Linked DNA regions of Canis lupus: region 1 is linked to region 2. Evidence: chromatin contacts called from public Hi-C data. All regions are on one chromosome and are shown on one strand. The core of a region is the stretch at or near the end of the contact, and the rest is flanking DNA. Distances in the headings are between cores, read along the strand shown.

The links. A called contact is a pair of places that touch in the nucleus more often than the background predicts.
Region 1: a Hi-C map of blood shows a contact between it and region 2, with 4 times the contacts expected there. The contact joins the promoter of CBX7 here to the promoter of RPL3 in region 2. A contact is called at or near these places in 5 of 9 Hi-C or Micro-C datasets (amygdala, blood and liver).

Annotation. Positions count from the first base shown.
Region 1 is chr10:26,834,394-26,839,393 of UU_Cfam_GSD_1.0, reverse strand. It overlaps CBX7 (chromobox protein homolog 7), which reads right to left and starts at 2,714. Exons shown (of 6, transcript XM_038550531.1): 1 at 2,609-2,714. The coding sequence starts at 2,689.
Region 2 is chr10:26,697,484-26,702,697 of UU_Cfam_GSD_1.0, reverse strand. It overlaps RPL3 (ribosomal protein L3), which reads right to left and starts at 1,950. Exons shown (of 10, transcript NM_001252159.1): 1 at 1,922-1,950; 2 at 837-1,029; 3 at 95-263. The coding sequence starts at 1,924. LOC102152031 (a long non-coding RNA gene) reads left to right here. Exons shown (of 3, transcript XR_005365576.1): 3 at 1-2,834. It overlaps LOC119873833 (a small nucleolar RNA gene), which reads right to left and starts at 1,475; the gene lies at 1,412-1,475.

The DNA.
Region 1 (5,000 bases), core at 1,465-3,964, 140 kb before region 2:
CCCACTGGAAGGCATCTGTATTTATTTTCCTGTTCGTTGCGTGTCTCCCCTGCCGGACTGCCAGCTCCATGAGGGAAGGGATGTATGCTTCCCTGGGGCTTAGACGGGTGCCTGGTACATAACAGACTCTCTATAAATACATTTTGAATGAATGGCTGAAGGAATGCTGTCCCTCACTCTCTGGCACTACCGTGTAGGACGGTAACCACTGGATCTGCTTAGGCTACTGTGCGTGGAAAGCACTGGGCTTTGTAAAATAAATGAAAATTGAGGAAACCCTGGAGGGAGGAGGAAGGGCGGCCCCAAGAGTTCAACTCCATCAGTGCTGGGGGAAGAAAAGCCCATGGCCCTCCTCCACCTTCACCCTTGGCCCAAGACCCCAGCACTGAGTTTTCTCTCTCCAAAGACCACGAGCTAGCAATTAACCAACTTAAGCTCCTGCTCTATCTCCATCTCTACCTCGGGGTGTGACCTTCACCAGGTCACTTCCTCTGCGGGGGGTCTCAGTCTCTGCCCAAGTCAACTGGGGGGGGGGGAGGTGACCTCTAAGACCCCTCCCAGCCCTGCCCCTGGAGCCTCCCAAGGGGCTGCAGAGAGGAGATAAGGGGCAAGGATGGTGGAGAGTGCCAGAAGAACTTTCCCCGAGGGCTTCCATCCCCCACCTCCAGTGTGAGGTGACCACTCTGCAAACAGGTGCACTGGAAATGTGGTCCGCCAGAGTCCGGCCCCGAGGCGCGGGTGCCCGAACCCAGCGAAACTGGTGCCTCCTTAAATTGCAGGGTGAATGCTTTGGAGGCGAAGGGAAGAGGGAGGAGCTTAGAGGATGCCCCAGCGCTGTAGGCGGCCTCGCGGAGCGCGGCCGGGCGGGGCCGGGAGTTGGGGTGGGGAAGAGGGAGAGGTGTGCGCTGGAAGACGGGGAGAAAGCCGGAGGTGGGGGTAGAGGGCTCCGAAAAGGTCGAAGTCCAGAGTGAGACCTCAGAAGCAGGAGGCTCAACCTCCGCCTCCAACTTCCAAGGTCTCGGTACCGAGTCCGGGGTCCTGAGTTCGGGACCCAGCTCCGACGCTAACACGCCAGGCAAGCCTTCTCCTCAGCTCGGGCCTCCATCTCCCCTTATTTAGAATGAGGGAAGGCTGAGGGAGGATGGCATTCGGGATCCCCACAGTCTGATCCTAATCTCCAGCTCTGGCGGGCTCAGCTGCCCCCAGGATGCCGGGCCGACAACTTTTTTATTCTACTCATCCTACGAGGCGGCAGGGGAAACTGAGGCACGGGCTGGGGAGACGAGCCCAGCAGCACGGAGCTGCCCGGGCCCCCCCCTCCGCCCCACTCTCCGCCTCGCCGCCAGCGTGGAGGGGACGGTGCTGGGGCCAACAGGGGACCCCACAGGGGTCCTGGGAGCCGCCCCCAGGCAGCCTCACCTTCCGCACGCGCTTCTTCCGGATGCTCTCCACCGCGAACACCTGCTCGCCGATGGCTGACAGCTCCATGCGGGGCGGCGGGCGAGCGGGCCCGGGGCCGGGCCGAGCCGGGCCGGGGGCGGAGCTGCGGGGCCGCGGCTGAGGCGCGCGATGCTCGGGCCGGCGGGGACCCCGTCACCCTCGCCCGGGCGCGCACGCGCACGCGCACGCGCGCACACCCCCTCGCGCTCCCTCACGCCGCCGACGTTCCATTTTTGAACCTGCGCAACGTTTTCCTCTGCGCGAGCGGGCGGGCGGGCGGGCGCGCGGGGAGGGGGCGGGGCGGGGGCTCGGCTCGCGCCCGGCAGGTCACGCCCCCCTCCCCCTGCCCGCCGGCCCGCCCCGCCCCGCCCCTCCCCGCCGGAGCCCCGCCCCCGCCCCCGCCGCCGAGCGAGCGCCGCCGGCCCGCGGGACTTATTTGGCGCGGGCGTCGCTCGCCACCGGGGCGGGGCGGCATCGTGGCCCCGAGACGCGTTTCTGAGGACGCCCCCGGTGACTGCGGGAGGCCGGAAACAACACGCCGCCGTGGGGCCGACCAGAAGCGGGCAGGGCGCGGAGGCCACGTGTCCCACCTCCCACCGAGGGGCGGGCGGGGCCGGGGCGCGGACCCCCGTGCGGGCCGAGATTTGCATCTCCGGACCGAGGCGCCTAGATCCCGGGTCTGCAGCGGGCGCCTGCTGGGCGGTCCGTCCCGCGGTCCGTCCGGCGGCGGCTGCGCGGAGCGCCGGGGCTGGGCAATAATTGGCGGCAGGTGTGGCCGGGGCGCGCGGCCCCTAGTCGTTCTAGCTTGTGACATGAATGGACCCCGAGACCGCCCAGCCCGCTCCTGTTTTCGCTGCGGCGCCCGCACTCCTTCCCGCCGCCCCCGCCGCCCCCGCCGCCCCCGCCGCCTACCTGCAAGCATCCCGAGTCCTGCCTCCCTGACCCGCTCCTCCTCCCGCCTGCCTGCAGCTACCACCTCCGCGCGAGCTGCCGCCCCCCGCCGCCCCCCCCCCCCAGCCGGGGCCACACTGTGCCCGAGAGCGCTTTCTCCAATGCAGATCTGGCTGGGTCACCCCAGTGCTTAAAATCCTCCCATGGCTCCTTATTCCCCCTCAGCAGAAGGTCCAAACGCCTCTGTCTGGAGCGGAGAGAAAGGAAATAGATTTACCCTTGACTTTTGATCAGCAGCAACGGAAGCCATCCAGAAGGCGCTGGAATGATTAATGTCCAGGAAGAAAATAACCATCATCTTAGAATTAATTACCCAGTGCAAATTTCTTTCAAGAATTATGTGCCCGGTGAAAATACCTTTCCGGGAGGGGGAGAAAATAATAACATTTGCAAATACCAAGACTAAACCTTTGCCACTAGCAGACCCTCCCTCAAGGAAATTCCAGAGGAAGAACTTCAGACGGGAGGATGATGACCACAGACAGGTCTGATGCAACGGGGAATAAAGAACAATGAACATTGACAATATAAAACAATAACAATGTCTTCTGGATAAAAATAGAATTAAAATGCACAAGAACAATAGCATGTAAATCGAATGAGTGGAGTAAAAGGGTTCTAAGATCCTTATATTCTAAAGGAGGCAAATGGAGATACCAAATACACTCAGAGGGACGGCTGGGTAGCTCAGCGTCTTCCTTCAGCTCAGAGTGTGATTCTGTGATTCAGAATCCAGTCCCCGCATGGGGGTCCCTGCAGGGAGTCTGCTTCGCCCTCTGACTACTTCTCTGCCTCTCTCTCTCTCTCTCTGTGTAGCTCATGAATAAATAAATAAATCTTAAAAAAAAAAAAAACCACCAAACAAATGCACTTAGACTTGGGCGAGTTAAGAATGTAAGTTGTCATTACCAGGGTAAACTAAAAGAATGGAAGTGCAGCGCATAATACTTATCCGAAATATTAGAGGAGGAAGATAGAAGGAGAAAAATCAACCCAATTAATCCTAAACCAAGCAAGAACAGAGAGAAAAATAAATACAAGAACGATGGGACAAAGATATGACAGATCTAGATGAAAATGTGCTACAATTCAATAAATGCAAGTGGACTTGCATCAAACTGGATAAAAATCCAACTACATGAAATTTAGAAAGCATATCCACAAGAGACACTCCCAAAACGTAAGGCTACTGAAAGGATGAAAGTGAATGCACAGGGAACTGCATCATGCCAAGGCTAACAAGAAAAAGGCTCATCTAGTTCTTTTAATACTAGGGAGAAAAAAAAACCAAAAACACTCCCTGGAGACAAAGAAAGTCACTTCATAATGAAAATGATCCAATTCACCAGAAAGATAGAACAATTTCAAATTTGTGTGCAAATTCTATAATCTTAAAATAGAAGAAACATGAAGAGAACTATACAGAAAAATAGACATCCAAAATTATGGTGAGAGACCTAAAAACACAATCTTCTGTAATTAGTAGAACAAATATATTCAATAAGGGTCTAAGAAATTTGACTACTGGACTTTCACAGAACATTGTGGCAACAACTGCAGAATTATATATGGAATATTTACAAAACAGTAAATCTCAAGGAATTTCTGAAGTTTGAAATCATAAAGAGTAGATCCTCTGACTATAACACAAATAAGCCAGAAATTGACAACAAAAAGATAACTTCAAAAGCCCCATGTGTTTGGAAATTAAGAAGTATATTTCTAAATAACTGATGAATCACAGAAGAAATCATAATGGAAATTATGCATATTAAATGAGAGAGGAAATATTGCATATTAAAAATGAAGAGGCGCCTGGCCGACTGGGTCAGAAGAGTGTGCAACTCTTGATCGCCAAGTTTGAGCTCACACTAGGTATAGAGATTACTTAAAAATGAAATCCTAAAAAAAAAAAATTGAAAAAAAAAAATTGTGAGATACAGCTAAAGCATGACTCAAAGGGAAGTCATGACTTTTAATGCTTCTATTAGAAAAGCGAAAAGGTGGAAAGTAGCAAGTGCCCATCTCAAGAAGCTGGAAAAAGAACAGTAAAGTAGAATAAAACAGAAGGAAGGAGAGAGTGCAGTAAGAGCAGAAGGTAATGAAAGAGATCAGCAAAAACAAAAACAAAAATTGCTTCTATGAAAATACTAATTATACTGACAAACTCTGGTGAAATTGATCAAGAGAAAAGAGAGAAGGCACAATTAACCAATATCGCAAATGAAAAGTCAGTGAGTCTGCCGATATTGAGAAAAAGAGATAAAAGATAATTATGAATAACTTCATGGCGATAGCTTAAAAATCTTTTTTGGGGGGATCCCTGGGTGGCTCAGCGGTTTGGCGCCTGCCTTCAGCTCAGGGCATGATCCTGGAGTCCTAGGATCGAGTCCCACATCAGGCTCCCTGCATGGAGCCTGCTTCTCCCTCTGCCTGTGTCTCTGCCTCTCTGTGTTTCTCATGAATATATAATAATAATGATAAATATATAAAGGCACCCCAGGCGTCCCAGTAGCTTAAAAATCTTAATGAACTTGGAAAATTCCTAGAAAAAGCATAACTTAGCAAAACTGACTTGAGAAAACCTGAATGAGCATCCCTGGTCATAT
Region 2 (5,214 bases), core at 701-3,200:
CCAGACACCAGAGCAGCTCTTCCCCACCAGAGTGAAGCCCAGCACAGGGTACTTGCTCTCCTCATCCAGAGTGCACGGCCTCCTTGTCCCTTACCAGTTCTTATAGAAGCGCCTTTTGCATTCGTCACTGATGTGCTCAGCAAAGATGGTCTTAAAGGTACGGAGGCCTCGAGGGGTTTCCACATAGCCAACGATGCCCACAACCACCATGGGTGGGGTCTCCACAATGGTCACAGCCTCCACCACTTCCTTCTTGTTCACCTCTGCCAAAAAGAGTGGTCAGACTTGAGTGGGACAGCTAAATCCCCAATAAGGAATAAGCGTTTTTGCAGAAGTGTGAAATCCCCATCTGGGTCAAGAGTGCAACCAGCTTCAGCTAGCAGGGGACTTTTCAGAAATGGGGTCCTTACAGGCCGTCTAGACTCCCAGGCTTGTCCTTACTCCATACATTAGAATTCTAACTCAACAAAACTCTTTCGCTGGCTCGTTTTAATTCTCATCTATCACAAATCTCTGGGGCACTTGCGTGGCTCAGTTGGTTAAGCATCTGCCTTTACCTCAGGTCATGATCCCAGGGTCCGGGGATTGGGCTCCCTGGTCAGTGGGGAGTCTGCTTTCTCTCTCCCCCTGCTCACTCTGAGCACTCTTACAAAAAGTTAAAAAATTTACTCGTAACGCTGACTTCAGTACATCCCCCCACCTAAAGCAACACCAGCCACCCGCAGTCTTTAGTGTTAATCAAACCCCATGGGGATTCCCACCCCGTCAAGTCTGCCCTCTCGGGACTACCGTCCAGGCCACCCCCAACCAGCGTGAAGGATCCCGCTTGTACTCACTGGATCCTGGCCGGTCCACCTCCCGCACGATGTGAGTCATGCCGGCCTTGTAGCCCAGGAAGGCTGTGAGGTGGACAGGCTTGGAAGAGTCATCCTTGGGGAAGCTCTTCACCTTCCCACGGTGGCGGCTGCTGCGTTTCCGAGGCAAGAAGCCCAGGGACCCATGCCTGGGAGCGGAGAACTTCCTGTGGGACTGGGAGAAAAGATAACATGAGCACTCCCAACCCCTCTTATGTAGCTCACTCCTGATGCCGGGCTTGCCTCAGTGGCGAAGGATTCTCCACAATGCCGAGCCCGCGCCAGAGGCCCTGCGCCCCAGCTAACAAGTGTGCTTACGGGCTGGACTGGGTTCACCTTGCACAAGGCCCTGCGGCCTAAACTGAATCTTTACCTCAAAACCTCATTTTGTAACTTTAAGATGGAACCTCCCCTTCTCTAAATGGGCCAAAAGCACACCAGGTGAGGTCATTAAGTCACAGGTGCCTCTGCCATCCAGTCAGCCCAGATCCTGACAAGGGGGCTGCGGGGACCAAGGGGCTCCCCGCCGGCCCCAGACACGAAGGCCACCACAGAGCCAAATCAGAACGTGACAATCAGCACAGAGGATCTGTCCGCCCGTCAGAAAGTTCATCATCTGTGGCTCCTAGGACTCGAGGCCTCACCTCACGGGTGGTACCGGCCTCCCACGCAGGTCAGCGCGGGGCCTCGGCAACCCCAGCCCGGGCTCCCCTCCCACGTGCCGGCACAAGCCCAGCGCCCCGACTCAAGGTCCTCCCGGCCCACGTACCTACGAACTCCAGCTTACACTAGCACCAACTCAGTGAGCTCGAGCCCCAGGTATTATCCGGGACTCGAGACCTCCATACCGGAGCCCGCCCCGCGGGCGTTCGCCAGCCGCCTGGCGGGCCCCAAACCAACCACAAGCCTCACGCGTTTTCAGAAAATAGGCCTCACTGCGGATCGCGCTAAGCGCCCCGCGCTCTTGGAGCAGGCCCCCGGCCCCCGCCGAGGTGAGATGGCGGCGCTGCGCCGCGGATTGAGCCCCACCGCCGCGCCAACGAGGAGGAAACCGCCATGATACGTACCATCGTGCCGCCCAGTACAGCCGGTAGAGGTCGGGCCACGAGCGACCAGTCATTTATATAGCCCGGCCTGGGCCCGCCCCTTCCGGCGTACGAGCGCGCGCCCGCGGGGGACGCTGGGTCGGGGGGCGGGTGCAGGCCGCCATTTCCACGCTCGCTCGTCCTCGCCTAGCGTTTGCTTCGGAGCGGGACGCCGTCCACGGGGGGCGGGGACTAGAAACTACGGCAAGCGGCTGGGTTCAAACTTCGCGAAGCGTCGCGGAAACGCTGGCAGAGCTTTGGAGCGCGACGACTGTAGGGGTTTGGGTAGCTGCCAAATTTGGTCGAAGACGCCGTTACGCTGAAGCTACGCGGCTGCGTCTTTTTCCTGTGAGATGCAGTCACCTCTAGGATTGGATAACCCGGCTGCGGGTTTCAGTGCCGAAGCGCCCGCACACGCCTCTCCGGGTTCCGTCCCACGCAGCGGATCTGCGGTGTTGCCGTTTGGCGGGCACGCTGAGCTGGGACGAGTTGCCCCGCTGCCACCTGCTCAAAGTTGGAAAGAAAAGAGCGAAAGCCCGGTTTCCTGGCTCCCAGCCCAAAGCTGCTTCCCCGACACCCAACCTGCCTTCAGTGCGTTCTGATTTCCGACGTGCGCCCCCGGAGCCCCATCTCGGCCGCTGCTCCCGGTGTCCAGCTGCTGTGGTCCTGCTTCTGGGGTCGCTGTGGCGCCTAAACGACCTCAGGACCTGCGGGGACGGGTCCGGCTGCCCAGCCCCGGAGCCTGGCCCTGCAGCCCCAGGGACCCTCGCAGATGTCGCTTGCGCACCCGCCCCCACGCTCTCCCACCCCCGGGGCCCAGGAGGCTCCTAAGCGTTCTCCCTACCTCCAGGCTTGCCTTTCCAAATCTTTTTAAGAATCAAATGTCATCTTGTTACTTCGCATGGCTCCCTGTCGTTTCCTTGGGATGAGGCATTAACTCCTGAGGCCGCCACCCTGGGCTCTGTCTTTTTTTTTTTTTTTTTTTAATTATTTATTCATGAGAGAGAGAGCGAGAGAGGCAGAGACACAGGCAGAGGGAGAAGCAGGCTCCCTGCGGAGAGCCCGACGTGGGACTCGATCCCGGGTCTCCAGGATCACCTGGGCTCTGTCCTAACTGGCTACCCCTCCACCCTTTTTCATGTAGGAGAGCACGCGTGCACACAAACTTTCCCATCTATCACCTTGCACCTCCATCCCCCCTTTTTATTTGATTCTTGGGCCTGGCCGTTGCTCACATCGTTCTTTTAAAAAAAAAAAAATTTCATTTAATCTTCACACCATCCCTTGAGGGGCAGCGCTGACAGGTCTTCAGTCCCTTATTGGAACTTTTTGGGGCCAGATGTGTTTCCAAACTCAGCATTTTTTCATGTTTTAAATAAATCACGCAATATGGTGCACACTTATGTAATCCTCCCCAAACTCTTTAATGAAACACATTAATTCTGTTTTAAAAAAGAGAGAATATTCTCATGGAGTGGGATAAATATAAATGTCTTCACATCAGTTCAAGGCTGACTTTGCTGCCTAAAGAATTCAGATCAGTTTGGTTTTTGCTATCCGATGACTTAAGAAGTTTTTAATTTCAGAATTGCAAACAAGGGATTATGACCCATATTGTCTGTCCCCTCTCACAGAGAAAACTAAGTTTAGGCCAAGAGGAAAAATAATAAATCTGACGAAAGTCACACAATCAGTGAAGGACAGAGGAACAAGACAGCCACCATCACATGCCAAATAAGACTATTTAAAACCATGAGGAGAGTTTTTAAAAGGTTTGACATCGCTGAAGGTGCTAGACAGACTATTCTCCCTAAAAGAAACTCCCTCTTTACCATCAAGAGAAAAGAGGGCTGGCTGCCTGGGTGGCTTAGTGGGTTAAGCATCAGGTTATGATCTTAGGGTCCTGCAATCGAGCCCCACGTCAGGCTCCATGTTCAGCAGGAGCCTGGTTGAGATCCTCTCTTCCTCTCCCTCCGCCCCTCCCTAGCTTGTGTACACACGTGCTCTCTCTAAGATCTTTTAAAAAATGAAAAAAATAAAATAGTAAAATAAATAAAGAAAAATTTGAGAGAATTATTTAAAAAAAAAAAAGAAAGAAAAAAATAAAATAGAACTTCTAGTAAGGAGCAAAACAGGGTCCTAGGCTTTGCTCAGGTACCTAAAGAGCAGATATTCTCTACAGCCAGGTAAAACCCTAGGTGTGGAAGGTTAAGAGGACCTGAGGAGGAGCTGAATGGGGAATGACATGAGAATGTTTCAGCATTCATCTCTCTTACTAGACTGAAAGCTTCCTGTAGGCAGAGACCATGTCGTTTCCTACATGCTCAACACCCAGTACAGGGCCTAGCACAGAGGTCTGGGTCACATTTGTCATGAGGGCATGAACACAGGGGACCCAAACTGGAACATCACAGTTTTACTTTCAAAGGCTGCCTCCCTTTGTCCCTTTGAAGCAGTAATGCTCCCTCTTTGACATGAGCTCACATCTTGATCTTTTGTGCTGTCATTGATTGTTGCAAAACCACCTGGCCCAGATAACAGAGTATTTGGGCCAGAGGATCAGTTAATGTGAGCTTGTGGCATGAGCACAGCCCAATGCCCCTGAGGCAGGAGCCTGGGCACAGAGCCTCTGGGTCATGAAGGCACCCCATCCCTGCTCCTCCACTACCAGCTACCAGGATGATGCCCCACAGAACAGGAGCCGACAGGCCAGGGGTGCACAGCAGCTCTTGCTCCTGCTCCTGTGTGGCCCAGGCCTGGTGAAATTCTCTGCCCCTCTGTTGGGGTTACAGGCGACCATAACAAATATGGCCTCCCTCCCATTGCCTCTCAGTCTACATGCTGGGCCTCTGTATCCTGTGGTGCAGCAGTCTGCAGGTAGGCAGGGGGCTCACCCTCATCCTGGCCAGGAAGCCGTGCATGGAGATGCTGCTGCCCATCCAACGGGTCTTGTGGCAGCCACTGACCATCGCATGGGGCTGGGGTCTTCAGCAGCTCACCACCCTGATGCATGGAGCCCACTACTGCATCCTGCAGCTCCTGCGGCACATGAAGTGGGAGGCAAACCTATTCTTGCTCTCCATGGCCCGGTGGGCCTACTGCAGCCCATCCAGCTTCCACCACGAGAACAGCAAGACAGTGGAGCTGCTGCTGCGAGCCGTACTGAAGCAGGTGGCAGTGTCCCTCCTGCTCCGCTGCCTGGATAAGCTGTGGATGGCCATGTGACGGGTAGCCCAGGCCATGCAGGGCAATGGCCTAAACCCCTGGAGTGGGCC